2 separate regions of the Mus musculus genome follow, and region 1 is linked to region 2. A link is a contact called in public promoter capture Hi-C data. All regions are on one chromosome and are shown on one strand. The core of a region is the stretch at or near the end of the contact, and the rest is flanking DNA. Distances in the headings are between cores, read along the strand shown.

What was found. Promoter capture Hi-C pulls out the DNA fragments that hold promoters and counts their contacts.
Region 1: a contact with region 2 is called in a promoter capture Hi-C map of the 3T3-L1 cell line, with 2.7 times the contacts expected there. The contact joins the enhancer-like site here to the promoter of Psmc4 in region 2. A contact is called at or near these places in 15 of 39 promoter capture datasets (the 3T3-L1 cell line, 3T3-L1-derived adipocytes, the C10 cell line and 11 more), 2 of 484 Hi-C or Micro-C datasets (cerebellum and palatal mesenchyme), 4 of 115 datasets of contacts at active chromatin or transcription factors (acute myeloid leukemia, astrocytes, embryonic midbrain and 1 more) and 1 of 9 other capture datasets (pancreatic islet).

The regions. Positions count from the first base shown.
Region 1 is chr7:28,353,723-28,360,308 of GRCm38.p6, forward strand. Plekhg2 (pleckstrin homology domain containing, family G (with RhoGef domain) member 2) reads right to left here. Exons shown (of 19, transcript NM_138752.2): 19 at 5,882-6,586. The coding sequence ends at 6,083. Among named protein-coding and RNA genes, the nearest start is that of AF357399, 5.5 kb to the left of the region's middle. Within about 2 kb of position 3,414, at least 155 of the 459 cell types and tissues checked have an H3K27ac peak or open chromatin away from gene starts, as enhancers often do. A contact at or near this core is called in astrocytes, liver, neural stem cells and 1 more, where this site is marked.
Region 2 is chr7:28,046,650-28,053,568 of GRCm38.p6, forward strand. Psmc4 (proteasome (prosome, macropain) 26S subunit, ATPase, 4) reads right to left here and starts at 3,443. Exons shown (of 11, transcript NM_011874.2): 1 at 3,334-3,443; 2 at 2,455-2,553; 3 at 2,144-2,330; 4 at 717-863; 5 at 524-633; 6 at 337-430. The coding sequence starts at 3,369.

The DNA of each region.
Region 1 (6,586 bases), core at 2,164-4,663, 310 kb after region 2:
GACAGGTTTCTTGTATATGTGTTCTGAAGCCAGTTACATAACAGCTGATAGCTGGCAAGTGGGTGATAGGAACTGAACCTGGTCCTACCCGATACCAAGCCTCGAGCCCTTCCTGATTATACGTAACTCTACTCTGGGACTGAACTCTGGTCCTCATGCTTCCTAAAGCAAGCACTTTGCCAGTCAGGCTTTCACCAGAGACCCTTTTGGTTTTGAGGAATCTGGCTATGTTATGCTGGGCCCAAGCGGTCCTATGTCCCCACCTCAGTAGCCAGGACCTGAATGTACAACTATCATAGCACACTATCAGATATTCTGTTCTCTGCCTACCTTGTTTTGTCTGGGAGCAAACCCAGGGCTTTGAGCAAGGTGAGATGTCCCTGCCTTTTTGCACTTCACTGAGCTGTCACACTTCATAGCCTTTGCTCATCTGTAACTCCACGGCTCAAGAATGCCTCCGCCTCCCAAACCCTGGGACTTGAGTTGTAAAGTGCCACACCTAGCCCTGCTGAACACAAGAGTCCTCTGAGGCCTGTAGTCTTCAATACAAAGGAAGTGGGTGCAGGTTTTAAAACATCAGCCAGCAGTATGGATATTTGATAAGGAAGGGCCACCAACTTTAAGGAGCCTCCTATCTGTAGGTCAGGCAAACTCAATGCTCTTCTGAGTTTAGGTGCTGGGGGTGGAGCCCAGCCTGAAGGCAGACAGTGCTCAATGTAGGGAGCCCTTGGAGCCTGTCTAGCTTAGATGGGCTCAAGTGTGCACCTCTACCTATGTGAGCAATTCACCTGTTGGGGCCATATGCTTGTTTGGTTTTTAAAGATTTATGTGAGTACACCGTTGCTGTCTTCAGACACACCAGAAGAGGGCTTCAGATCTCATTACAGATGGCTGTGAGCTACCATGTGTGTGCTAGGAATTGAACTCAGGTCCTCTGGAAGAGCAGTCAGTGCTCTAACTGCTGAGCCATCTCTCCAGCCCCTGAGGTACTGATTTTTGATGCTGGTTTCTTTGTATACCCCTGGCTATCCTTGAACTCTATCTGAAGACCAGGCCTGTCTCCCTAGGATTAAAGGCGTGTACCAACACTGCCTGGCCATTATGTATTCTTTGCACTTGCAAAGGGAAGGTAGGAAAATCAGAAGTCCAAGGTCACCCTTGGCTGTGGAGGTGAGTTCAAATTTGGCTTGACATAAACACTTTCAAAAGTAATTCAGGGAGGCTGGAGAGATGGTTCAGCGGTTAAGAACACTGACTGCTCTTCCGAAGGTCCTGAGTTCAAATCCCAGCAACCACATGGTGGCTCACAACCATCTGTAATGAGATCTGATGCCCTCTTCTGGGGTGTCTGAAGACAGCTACAGTGTACTTACATATAATAAATAAAACTTTAAATAAAAAAAAATAATAATTCAGGGGATGGAGAGATGGTTCAGGGGTTAAAGCATTGGCTGCTCTTCCGAGGGAATCCTGATTTAATTCCCAGCACCAACATGGCAGCTTACAACTGTAACTTCAGTTCCAGGGGATCTGACACCCTCATACAGACAAACATGCAGGCCAGTGCCTAGGAGCCTCTGTGGATGCCAGTCTGTTATGTGCTCTTTGTAGAGGAAAATAGAATGTCAGGTAGTGGCTCACTCAAGAGCACAGGGTGGAAGCAGGAAGTGGTGCTGAGCCACAAAAGCAGGTGGAAGGGCCCAGGCCCTTTAAGCTGTGCTAAGAGGCTCTGCTCTGCAGTCCTGCTTGGGGAGCGAAGGTCAGGTCATTCAGCTTCATGGGAGAAACCCAAGCCTACAGAGTAGCCGGCCCAGCCCAGAGGGTCAGGTGGGCTTTTTGGGGGTATTACAAATCAGGATCTGGCCAGGCATGGTGGCGCACACACTTGGGAGGCAGGGGCAGGTGGATTTCTGAGTTCAAAGCCAACCTGGTCTACAGAGTGAGTTCCAGGACAGCCAGGGCTACACAGAGAAACCCTGTCTCGAAAAACCAAAAACCAAACCAAACCAACCAAACAAACAAACAAAAAACAATAACAAGCCAGGCGGTGGTGGTGCACGCCTTTAATCCCAGCACTCGGGAGGCAGAGGCAGGCAGATTTCTGAGTTCGAGGCCAGCCTGGTCTACAGTGTGAGTTCCAGGACATCCAGGGCTAAACAGAGAAACACTGTCTCGAAAAGACCAAAAAAACCAAAACAAACAAACAAAAACAATAACAACAACAAAAACAAATCAGGATGGGTTGTTAGGTTGTCTTGTTCACATACACCTCTGAGATGTGATCCAGGGACCTCGGGAACCAGAGCCCACTTTCTTGACAAAAAGTTGAGTTGGCCTAGAAGCAGTTTTGTGGCCTGCAGCCAGTGAACTACACTAGTGAGTACTGGCCTTAGAGGGTACCAGGCTTGCATGTCAGTTGAGGGTCGTTCACACAGCTAGGAGATTCACTGCTGAAGACCACACATAGCCACTGTCCTCAGCTCAAACACATGTAGTTTTTTTGTTGAGACAGGGCGTCATTATGTCGTCTTGGCTGACCTAGAACTACTTAGGTAGACGAGGCTAGCCCCAGATTCTTAGAGATTTGTTTGCCTCTAGAGTACTGGGATTAAAAGTGTGCCCACACATTGGACCCAGCAGATAGGTCATTCCCATAGGTGAGAAAGGCTCCATGAATAGCAATGACATCTGGCAGAAAAGTGGAGTGAGGTTTGCTGAATAGCAAGTAGATGCGTGGCTCAGTATTACCTGACATGGTGGCCCTGTGATGGTGAAGGGGGGTATCCCTGAGAAAACTTAGTGGCAAAAGTATGCTCTGCAGCAGCTAAAGGCAATGAAAACCGGAGAAGGGTACGTACCCCACCCCACCCCACCCCACCTGCCTTTTTTAGAGACAGGGTCTTTCTACAGTGTTCTGGCTGTCCTGGAACTCCCTCTGTAGACCAGGCTGGCCTCTAACAGAAATCTGTTTACCTCAGCCTCCAAAGTGCTGGGGTTAAAGGCATATGCTATTATGCCTGGTCTGGTGTCACTCTTTAAGAAGGGCTTTTGCTGTGTTGCCAAGGCTAGCCTGGGGTATCCTCCTGCTGCCTCAGAAGCAGCTGGGACTCCAGGCACCAATGTCCTCCAACTCCTTTTTGAGCCTGACTACAGCTGTATGCAGGTTGATGGGTGGGCAAAAGCCCTCCTGGTCCTGGTAATCTGGGGCTTTGAAGCATAGATAGGAGCTGTCGTGGGATAAGGAATGGAACTCATCAAAGGGAGACGGGGCTGAGGCTAGCCTGGAACCTAGAGGCACAGCTGGAACACATCTGGAGAGGGGAATTGCTTTTCTTCCTCTTGCCAGGCTCTGGAGCAGACAGCCCTTTCTCCCTCCCTGCCTCCTTTGAATGCCGGGAATTCCGGCGCCGCTGGGAGCCCAGGCCAGGCTGGGAACTTTCCTACAGCTGGGGGTGGCTGGGAATGTGCAACTCTGCAGAGGAGGGGAGGGCCAGCCTCAGTTCTGACCTTGGGGGAAGCCTCCAGTCACCAGGGTGTAAGGGGGAACACAGGACTCAGCTGCTGCCCCCAGACAAGAGTCCAGGCCCAGTGGGCACAATGGCATTCAGTAAGTAGACAGCTCCTTGGGCTGGTTGACTCACAAGTTCCCTCTTGTAGCCCTGGTGGCTCTTGGCACTAGATGGGCAACTCAGGCTGAGAGGATTTGTCCCTGCTAAGCCCCTTCCTAAGAGTGAGACTAGCTATAGCTAGGTAAGGCACCTTCTTTGTGTCTGTCTCCTCTTCCTATTTTTTTGGGTTAAGAGTGAATCTCGCTCTGTAGCCCAGGATGTTTCCTTATCTATAATGCTTCAAAACAAGGAGCTGGAGAGACGTTTGTGGTTAAAAGTGGTTAACACTGCTCTTACAGAGGACCAAAGCTCAGGTCCCAGCATCCATGCTCATAACTACCCACCCACCATGCCCAGCTCCAGGGGCATCTGACTCTTCCTATAGACTCCAGGGTCACTTGTGTAGACACACATACACAATTCAAACAAATTCCCCAACAATGAAGGACTGGGTTGAGATGAGGTGAAAGTCCAAGGTCCTACATTCAATGCCCAACACTGCAAACAACACAAAAGCCATCCTCACCCTCGCTGTGTCGGGGAGATAGCTCATAGCCGAGCTCTCCAAAGAAAAAAGCCCCAGTTTGGTTCTCAATGCAAAAGAAAACCAAGTAGAACCCTCATTAACCTCTTAGGGATGCCGAGGGCCAGGACAGGATGAGCTCACAGTGACAAGCTTAAAGCCAGAAGCTCGTTTGCTCTAAAGCACAGCCTCTGGCTGTTAGCCAAGGGCTAACAATCAGATTCCTGAGCCCCGTAGGTCAGGACTGGACCTTGTGTGTGTGTGATTAGACTGACTCCCTGGTGAGTCACGGGTTAAGGTGTCCCTGAGAAGTGACAGGATATGTTTACTGAATGCTAAGCTCATTCTGAGAAGTGGCTAAAGACAGGAAAGCCAGAGCTCTTCGAGGAATGTCTCACACCAAATACCACCCTGGCCTGGGGACGGATGCCTTAGAATTCTTGGGAGGATTATAGACAGTGAAGGAAGGAGCTGGCATTCTGTCATCAAACAAATTGTTTAAATTATGCTGCCCTGCAGAGCACTGCTGGGCGGGGGTAGGATTTAACAAAAAATACCCTTTGTCTCCACTACAAACTTGAATTATTCTGTGGGAGGCAAGAGTATACTGAGGAATTACAGAGGTCCCAAATGAGGAGGGATGTGGGGTGTGTGTAGGGAGGTTGGACACAATAGTCAGAATATTCATGGGAAAGGGGGGCCTGGGTGTTCCCAGGAAAACCAAATGAGGAACAGAGCTCCCACAACCCCATCTTAATCTGCCCTGGTGTCAGCATGGAAAGGTCCTGAGGTGGTGTTTTGTTTTTCGAGACAGGGTTTCTCTGTGTTGCCCTGGCTGTCCTGGAACTCAGAAATCCGTCTGCCTCTGCTTGCCGAGTGCTGGGATTAAGGTGTGCGCCACCACGCCCGGCAGGTCCTGAGGTTTTATGGTACCTGGAAGAACCCTATCAAGGAGAGACGGCAGTGTGGGTGTGTGAGGTGCTGATGATTAGAAATGGTGGTAGTAATGAGGTGTGTAGATGAAATGGGTAGATGGACAGATGGAAGGATGTGTGGGCAAATAATGGGTGGAGATACAGATGTAGATACTGGATATATTCAGATGGGAGAGTGGAATGAGTCAGAGGTGGGATGAAGAATATAGTTGGATGGATGAACAGGAGTGTAGGGTAGGAGTTGATGATGTGTAAGATACCTGAGAGGAAATGGACAGAGATGGATACTGGGGACATGGATTTCAGGTCTATCTGGAGGAAGGTGCTTGACTTTGTAGCCTAGGTTGCCCCCAAACTCCTGGGCTCATGGGGTCCTCATTTCAGCCTCCCAAGCAGCTGGAGGTGTGCACCACCATGCATGTTCAGCTTTCTTGGACAGGTTAGCATAGTTCTGAATGCCTCAAAACCACAAACTAGGATCTGACAGTTTCTAACGGCCCCCAGGGAGCTCTAGGGGCCCCGTAACACACGCTGGCTTTGAACTTGCTATGTAGCCAAGGATGGCCACAAATATCTGACCTAATCTTCATTCTGCACAGATTTCAGGTATGCACTATCACACCCAGTTTTATGTAGTGCTGGGAATTGAACCTAGGACTTTGCACATGCTAAGCAAGCACTCTACCAACTGAGCTACATGGCCAACCTAAGCTACAGCAAATATTCTTAAGAGCTTTGACATTTTGGGCCACATCAGCCCTTCCCATTCATGGTGTCTGCCCATTTCCCATTACCTCAAGAAAGGCAAAACACACAGCGTTTCATAAAATTAATTAACAAAATAACCATGACCTCAGGAGGGCCATCTGTGGACACAGACTCCTGGGCTAGAAAGCTACAGCCATTTCTGGACCTGCGTCCAGGCTCTGGATGTCATAAGGATAGGTGGCACCTGGTGAAGAAAGTTCTTGAAGCTTAGGAAGCCTAATGTCCAGGCTTACATACGGAGAGCGGCATCAGGAGCCTCCTGGGCCCTGGGAAGGCCCAACGGCTCCCGGGTGAGGGGCTGCCAAGAGAGCAGGGTGGTTTAGCCGGACCTGAGCTTTGGCTGGTCGTAGCCGCCCACCACCTCCTACCTGAATACTAACTGTGGTGGCATAGCTGAGCCTCCTGGCTGGAGGGGCTGGGGGCTGGGGCTGAGGTGGTGGTGAAGGTGCCCGTGATGTGGGGGCAGAGGAGGACCAGTGACCCTGGGAGGCTACCGTGCCCTCTCCCCCAGGTCCCTGGCGCCTAGCCAAGCTCTGGCTGATGTATGAAGCTGCCAGGTACCTTGAAAGGGCAGCTGCACTGGGGCCCAGGAGCTGGCGAGTGGAGAGCGAGGGGCTATGCGGTGGGGTCAAGTCCAAAGACTCTGAGGTGGCAACACGAGAGACTAAACCCCTTGGTTTGGGTAACTCCATGGTTGTCTGAACTGGGGAAGTAATTAGGCCTTGCAGATCCTGAGAGCATCCTTGTTCAGT
Region 2 (6,919 bases), core at 2,193-4,692:
CAGGGTCTCACTATCTAGCATTGGCCAGCCAAGAACTGCCCATACAGACCAGGCTGGCCTTGAACTCACAGCAACTCACCTACTTCTATCTCCTGGGCACTGGGATTCTAGGTATATGAGACCACACCTGGCTCCTTAGTTTCCACTTTTGAGAAACCCAGGGCACAGTGAGGCGTAATCACCTGCCGGGGACTGCATATCCTGTAAAGGACTGCCACCTGGGCTATGGTCCCAGAGCCTCTATTTACAGACACTACCCTTATGTCATTCCTTACGGAACCCAAGGAAGCAGGAAACAAGGCAGGAAGAGCATGGGGGAGGCCGTGAGAGGCTCACCTGTCGTGTGATGTGCCACAGCCTTTGCTAACATTGTCTTTCCACAGCCAGGAGGGCCATACATGAGGACACCTCGGGGAGGATCGATGCCAATCTAAAAGAGACGGGAAAAGGATGAGCCAAGGGATTATGTCACCAACCCTAGGCCCAGAGACCTCTCCCTGCCCTGCCGCCTCGTCCTCCTCACCTGCTTGTACAGCTCGAAGTGTGTAAGCGGGAGTTCCACAGCCTCCCTCACCTCCTGCTTCTGGATGTCCATGCCTCCGATATCGGCATACATCACATCTGGCTTCTGGTCTGGTGGGAGAGTGGAGCTAGGGCTTGCGGCTCAGCCCCCAGGGTCCCCGTGGGACTCCCAGGGCCCCGGGTGCCCCCCTCACCTGAGGTGAGCATCATGATGCTGCTGTCGGCCTCGGGAGGCAGCACGTCCACCAGGGCATTGCTGTGCTTGTGCAGGGCCACCGAGGCGTTGGGCTTGAGCAGCTCCCGGTCGATGGTACTCAGGATGCGCACATAATAGTTAGAGCCTTTGGGAGCAGACAGGAAGGAAGACGAAGTGAAATGCCAGAGACTTGACGTCACTCCTTCCCCGTTTCCCTCTACACACAGCTGGCACTTTCCACGTTTCCCACGTCTGGCCCTAGGTCATCCCCTCTTAGCCCCCATGCTCATCCTAATGACTTCCCTGCTGGTCTTCAGCCCTGCTTCCTTCTTGAGGTCCAGCTCTGTGCATCTCACATGTGGTCTCCTGGATGGCCCTGGGAATCTTTCAATGTGTTCCCAGCACAGTCCTGGTGTTCTCCACTCAACTGTGCTGTCCCCGAGTTGCCAGCCAGAGGACTAAGCCTCGTTCTGGCCCCCTCAGTCACTCACTCTCTCTACCCCACCTCCCTCTGCTCTCACCTAGCCCACCACCAAACCCTGCCCTCATTTGGAACTATCCCCTGCCTAAGTCTCCATATAAATTCCTGGTCAGCAGCCTCCATCTCCTTTCTCCAATCTACTCTCTACAGCAAGACTTGTGAGTGCAGCGGCCACCCAGACATCTTCCACAGCCTCAGCTCCCCACTGTCTGCCTCCAAATCCACCCCTCCAATCACACCACTATCTCAGGGAGCCCCACCGTCTTAAGTCTCACTTTCAAAGACACAGCCTTCATCTTGGATATTACTCTCCCTTCACTTCCTCAAAGCCCACCTGTCCAATCCCACATGGTTACACGACTTTATCTAGAGCCTTTATAAACACACGGCTCAGTCGAGCAGCAGGAAAAGACAGGTAAGACACCAGAATCGTCAGCTACTGTAAGAGCAGGGTATGGATTTATGTCACTAGCATCTGTTGTATGCTGAGTCCTCAACAGAGCCAAACGTCTTTACACACAACCGATGCTTCCAGACAGCAGCTCCATATCCAGCAGCAGTTGTGGCGTTAACTCAGGCGAGGGAAGTGACCACCAGTTTGTTCAACTCAAACAGACTAGAACCACAAACATCAAAGGTACTCCAACCCACATGGTAAATTTCTTCTTGTTTGGAGACAGGGTTTCTGTATGTACTCCGGGAAACATACTAGGTAGACCAGGCTGACCTCAAACACACAAAGATCCTCTTGTCCCTCCGCCTCCTCAAGTGCTGAGGTTAAAGGCGTACACCATCACACTTGGATGGTGAAACTACACGCACACACGTGAATTGAGAGGCAGAAAGAGACATTCAGAAAATAAAGTATGTATCCACTTCTGGATCGGTCAGTACTCTGGCCATTCTATCACCCTGCCTTGCTCCCAGCCTGCCTCACCACTCACCTGTGGTGGAGCCCACGATGGCTGTGTTCTGATCCACAGCTTCCAAGAACTGACCGATGACCAAGGGGATGCTCTGGATCCGCTTCACCTCCTCCTGGGCGTGGAGGAATTCCTTCTTCAGGTTCTTCTGCTCGTCCTTGATATACTCCTCCTGCACTTCCAGGAACTCCAGCTCCTGCTGCAGCTTCTGCACGCACAGGGAGGGCAAAGGGTTGGCTGCAGCCTTGCCGTACCACAGTGGGAGGTGGGGGGGGGGGCGTATGTGATGGGGGATGGGAGGTATGCAGGAGCCAGCTTAGGGTTGAACACACCTTGTAGCGGCTGTACAGGTCCTCCAGGTCTTCAGGTTCGGGTCCCAGAAAGGACAGGCCGGTCTGCGGCCGAGACACGGACAGTGCTGGAATCTCATCCTGTAGACGGTAAAGACAACTTGGTGTTGGAAGCAGAGAATCATCTCGTGAAATCAGCGAAAGCGTTCTTCCTATTTCGCCACCAAGTCACCTATGTCTCCAGTACCTGACATCATTCACTATCTCTCAATAGATACAGGAGCTGCTCAGTCCCCTATGTAGATTGCTAATAGTAGGCCCCTTAAACAAAACTCATCATGAAAGTTTTGCAGCAGCTCCATACCGAACCTTAGCATCCCAGTCCCCTCAAGAGGTTCTAAAAGTCCCATGGATTTTAAAGTCAGAGTCACATTCAGAGTCTCATTACCCAGTTCTTCCCCTCCCCCCCCCAAAAGCTTTCATGTCAGATTCCCAACTCACGTTAAAGCCAAAGGTCACTCAGCCAAACCACAACCAATACTTAACGCCTCACCGTTCACGTCCCAAGCACAGTGAGTCCACTGGTCCCTTGGCCACGAACATACCTAGGCCACGGGGCCCCCATACATCATCCTCCACCTGGTCCAGACCCCAAACCGAAAAGCTAGTAAGCACAGCTCTCCAGGCCTCGCAACCGTTCTGTCTGAAAAGTCTTTAAGTTCAACGCCACTTTCCTCCCGCTCTGCTTTTCTGAGCTTTGCCGCCCTCCTGACAACATGACTACCCCGCCAGGCCCCGGGACCACCCAAAGCTCGACACCGAGGCCTCTGAAACCACCCAGCCCAGAGCTGGGATCCTGAGAACCCCTCAGCACCCCACTCATGTCCAGCTCCCGCTAAGAAACCCAGATCCCCACTGCACCTGAATCTTTTCCACCAAAATGCCTATCTCCTCCATAGTGACCAAGCCGGCCTCAGTGCAGCCCGGCCAGTCACGGCTTCCGCTGACGCCAACGGAAGTCCTTCACATAGAGCATCTTGGGAAACGTAGTTTTTAAGGTACCGCTGCGGGTTGACCTGACGGGCCGGATAACAGGAAGGGCGGGAAACTCTTAGCCCTGGGCTCCGCCCCCAAGATGGGTTCCTGCGCTCTGCGCTCCAGGCGCGCGCGCGCGGACCCGCAAGGATGTTGCGCGTGCGCAGTAACTCTTGTTCTGGCGCCATCCTGCTTCGCGGCCCGTCGCGCGTTGTGAAGGTTTCTCCAGTAGATGGCGCGGCCGAGTTGCTCTTGAAGAAAAGTCTCCAGAGGATTGATTGATTGATTTTAATATTATCCACTTTTTTACTTTCTTGTCTTTACAAAGCCAGCCCCGAACTGAGAATATGAAGATTAATCAAGTCCTGTCCTAACTTGTTAAAAACTCCAGAGCTTTGTTAGAAGGAATTCGCAGACATAACTAAGTATAAGAAACGAGAGGCACTAAAGAAGCCTTTAGTTCCACAGAAGAATCTCTTGACCTTCTCTGGCCGCCACCTGAAGAGAGAAGCAGAGGTCACAGAACGGCGAGGAGCCAATCAGATCGTACCAAAGCTGGAGAAACCGAGGCAGCTGCGAATGCAGATCTTTGCGGAGTCCTGTCGAATCTTTTCTTCTCTGTCCTCTTCACATTATTTTTAGGGGCTGTCAAGATGGCCCAGTGCTGAAGAACACTTGTGGCTCTTCTACAGGACCCGAGTTCGGTTCCCAGCACCCAGGTGGGGCAGCTCACTAGCATCTGTAGGCAACTCCTTCGGTTTCTGCAGGCACCTGCACTCAAGCACACGTCCCCGCTAGCAGAAACACACTTACACATAATTAAACGTTTTGAAAGGATTTTATATTTAGTTACGTGTACATGTGTATATCGGAGTGCGAATTTGTGCACCTGGATTCAGTACATGCAGAAGCCAGAAAAGGGCATAGGAATCTGTGGCACTGGAGTTACAGACTGTGTGCGCCATCTTTTCAGCCTCCTGTTGAGTTTTGATTGTTGTTATGGCTCAGGAACTTTGATATGCTAAGCAAGCCCAGCTAAAATCCTTAGTATGTATTATATTCTCTTCTACAAAGAAGGAAGCTGGTGCCAAGCACTGAAGTCACTTGAGCAACTGGTAAAGCAGGGTTAGAACCTAGATCTGTATTCCTTGTACCAGGGATATACACTACCACACTTCATAACAGCTATAGTTTTTGTTAAGTAAACTTTTTATTGGGGCACAGATAGGTAGCAGGCACAAATCATTATTTTCTAGCTACATAATGCTGCACAAATTGAACGTCCTATCTGTTCTGTATGGTATGGAGAATCTACAGTAGCTCTCACACTGGCTAGCAGGTGGGTTCCTTCCCTCCATCAGTTGAAGAATTAAAAGACAGAAAAACAGTGACCACAAAGTAAAGGTGAAGTTTGTTGGCAGGCAATACAAATAGTTGAGAGAGGCAGCTCTCCAGCTATTAGGAGGCTGTGTTTTTCTTTGGTTTTAAGGTGTCCCGCTGGTGAGTTCCACGCCACCTGTTCTCTGTTGATCTAATGGTGCTTATGTAGCTCTTCTGTAGCAGGCCTATGTCTTGGTCCACTGACATGGAAATAACTGAATTGTTGCCTGGCTGAGGTAAGTGTGGGCACCCCAGCACTCTCTCCTCTCTGTGGTGTAACAGGTAAGAGATCTGCAGTACATTAGAGGGGAGTGGCATATGTCTCAGAGAAATGGAAATTTACTGATGGGGCAAAAGCCTACGGAAACTCACTACTGGAGGCAAAAAGCCATTTAAAACAAGTAGAAGCACCATATAGATGACTCCCCATCAAGGCAGCTGGAAGAATCCCCATGGAGAGTCCCGGGCGTCTTCTTGAGTAATGCTTCCTAGGAAAAGCAAGACAAGCAAGCCTACAGATATCACCATCAGATTGGGTGCTCATAGTCATCCTTCAAAAATCACCTGGAAAGCCCCGGTGAGGCAGCCAGCTGGGCTTCTCACTGGAGAGATGTGGGCAGAGTAATCTCCTGTAGGGTGAGGCTTCCAAAGACAAGAACAAATGCAGGCAGCGGGTAAATAACATCAAAGAGGGCTCGTTCAGCCACCCAGCAGAAACCACTGCAGCCTGAGTTCCAGCCGAGTAGAGGACTCTCACCAAGGCTGAGCCTTTTTGCTTCCCTTTCCCGCTGCAGGTGTTTTTATACCACGGAATAAGCAGCAGCCTCTGGTGGAATTTGTGTGCCCTCCGGCTGTCCACAAGAACACAATGGTCTGCTGTTGCTATTATTTTACATTACATTTTTTTTAATTGTGGGGGTGTGGGAATGAAACTCAGGCAAGCACCTTCATCCATCGAGCCACTTCACTGACCCTGAAACAATATGTTTCTAAGTTCTTTTTTATTCATGTGTATGAGTGTGCACTATGTACATGCATGCCAAAGCTCTTGGAGATCAGAAGAGGGCGATAGAAACCCCAGAACTAGAGTTACTGGCAGCTGTGAGCCACCAAGTGGTGCCAGGAATTGAACCCAGGTCCTCTGGAAGAGCAGAAAGTGCTCTTAACCATTGAGACATCTTTCTCTCTTTCTCTCTTCCTTCCTTTCCTTCTTCCTTCCTTTCTTTCTTCCTTTCTTCTTTGTTTCTTTCTTTCTTTTAAGATTTATTTATTTATTTATTCATTATATGTAAGTACATTGTAGCTGTCTTCAGACACTCCAGAAGAGGGCATCAGATCTCGTTATGGATGGTTGTGAGCCACCATGTGGTTGCTGGGAATTAAACTCAGGACCTCTGGAAGAGCAGTTGGTGCTTTTAACCACTGAGCCATCTCTCCAGCCCCGAGCCATCTTTCTAGCCCCCTCTTCTGGACAGTTTTTTTAATTCTACTTTTTGCTGTTTTCCTTCCTCCTAGTTACAGAGTTAGGGGATCAACCTCCCCTAGGACAGGGATTTAGGGAGGACAACTTGAGACAAACCTGCTTGGGTCTGAAATGGAGAGTCAACTCCACACAGAGCTCAAGTATCCCACGACAGTTCGCCAATACAATGGACTTTGTATTAAATTGTTACTACCCAGACCAAGCAACCAAGCATTCGCAGCTCCCAAAGCACCTCAGAGTTTCCCTTCCCCCACCCAATGAAGGGTTCACTCACACTAGCAAACATGACATTGGTCTGTTTTCAATTTTCTCTGGACTTGTACAGTGCACTGTGTGTTTGCCTGTTCAGAAAGTTATCTTTGTATCAGTGAGACTCTGTTATGTGTAAAAATAGTTTCTTTAGTTTTTGAATGGTTTCCACTGGGGAATATCCAAGTAGATTTCTTCCAGTAAACATATACAAATTTATCAGGGGGACATACCCAAGAGTGGAATTGCTGTCTGAGGAAATGGCTCAGTCAGTAGGAGACAGCCTTAAAGGGGGACGATGACCTTCCTGACGATGACACCCAGGGTCACTGTTTAGCCTTACACATAGCCAATCACATG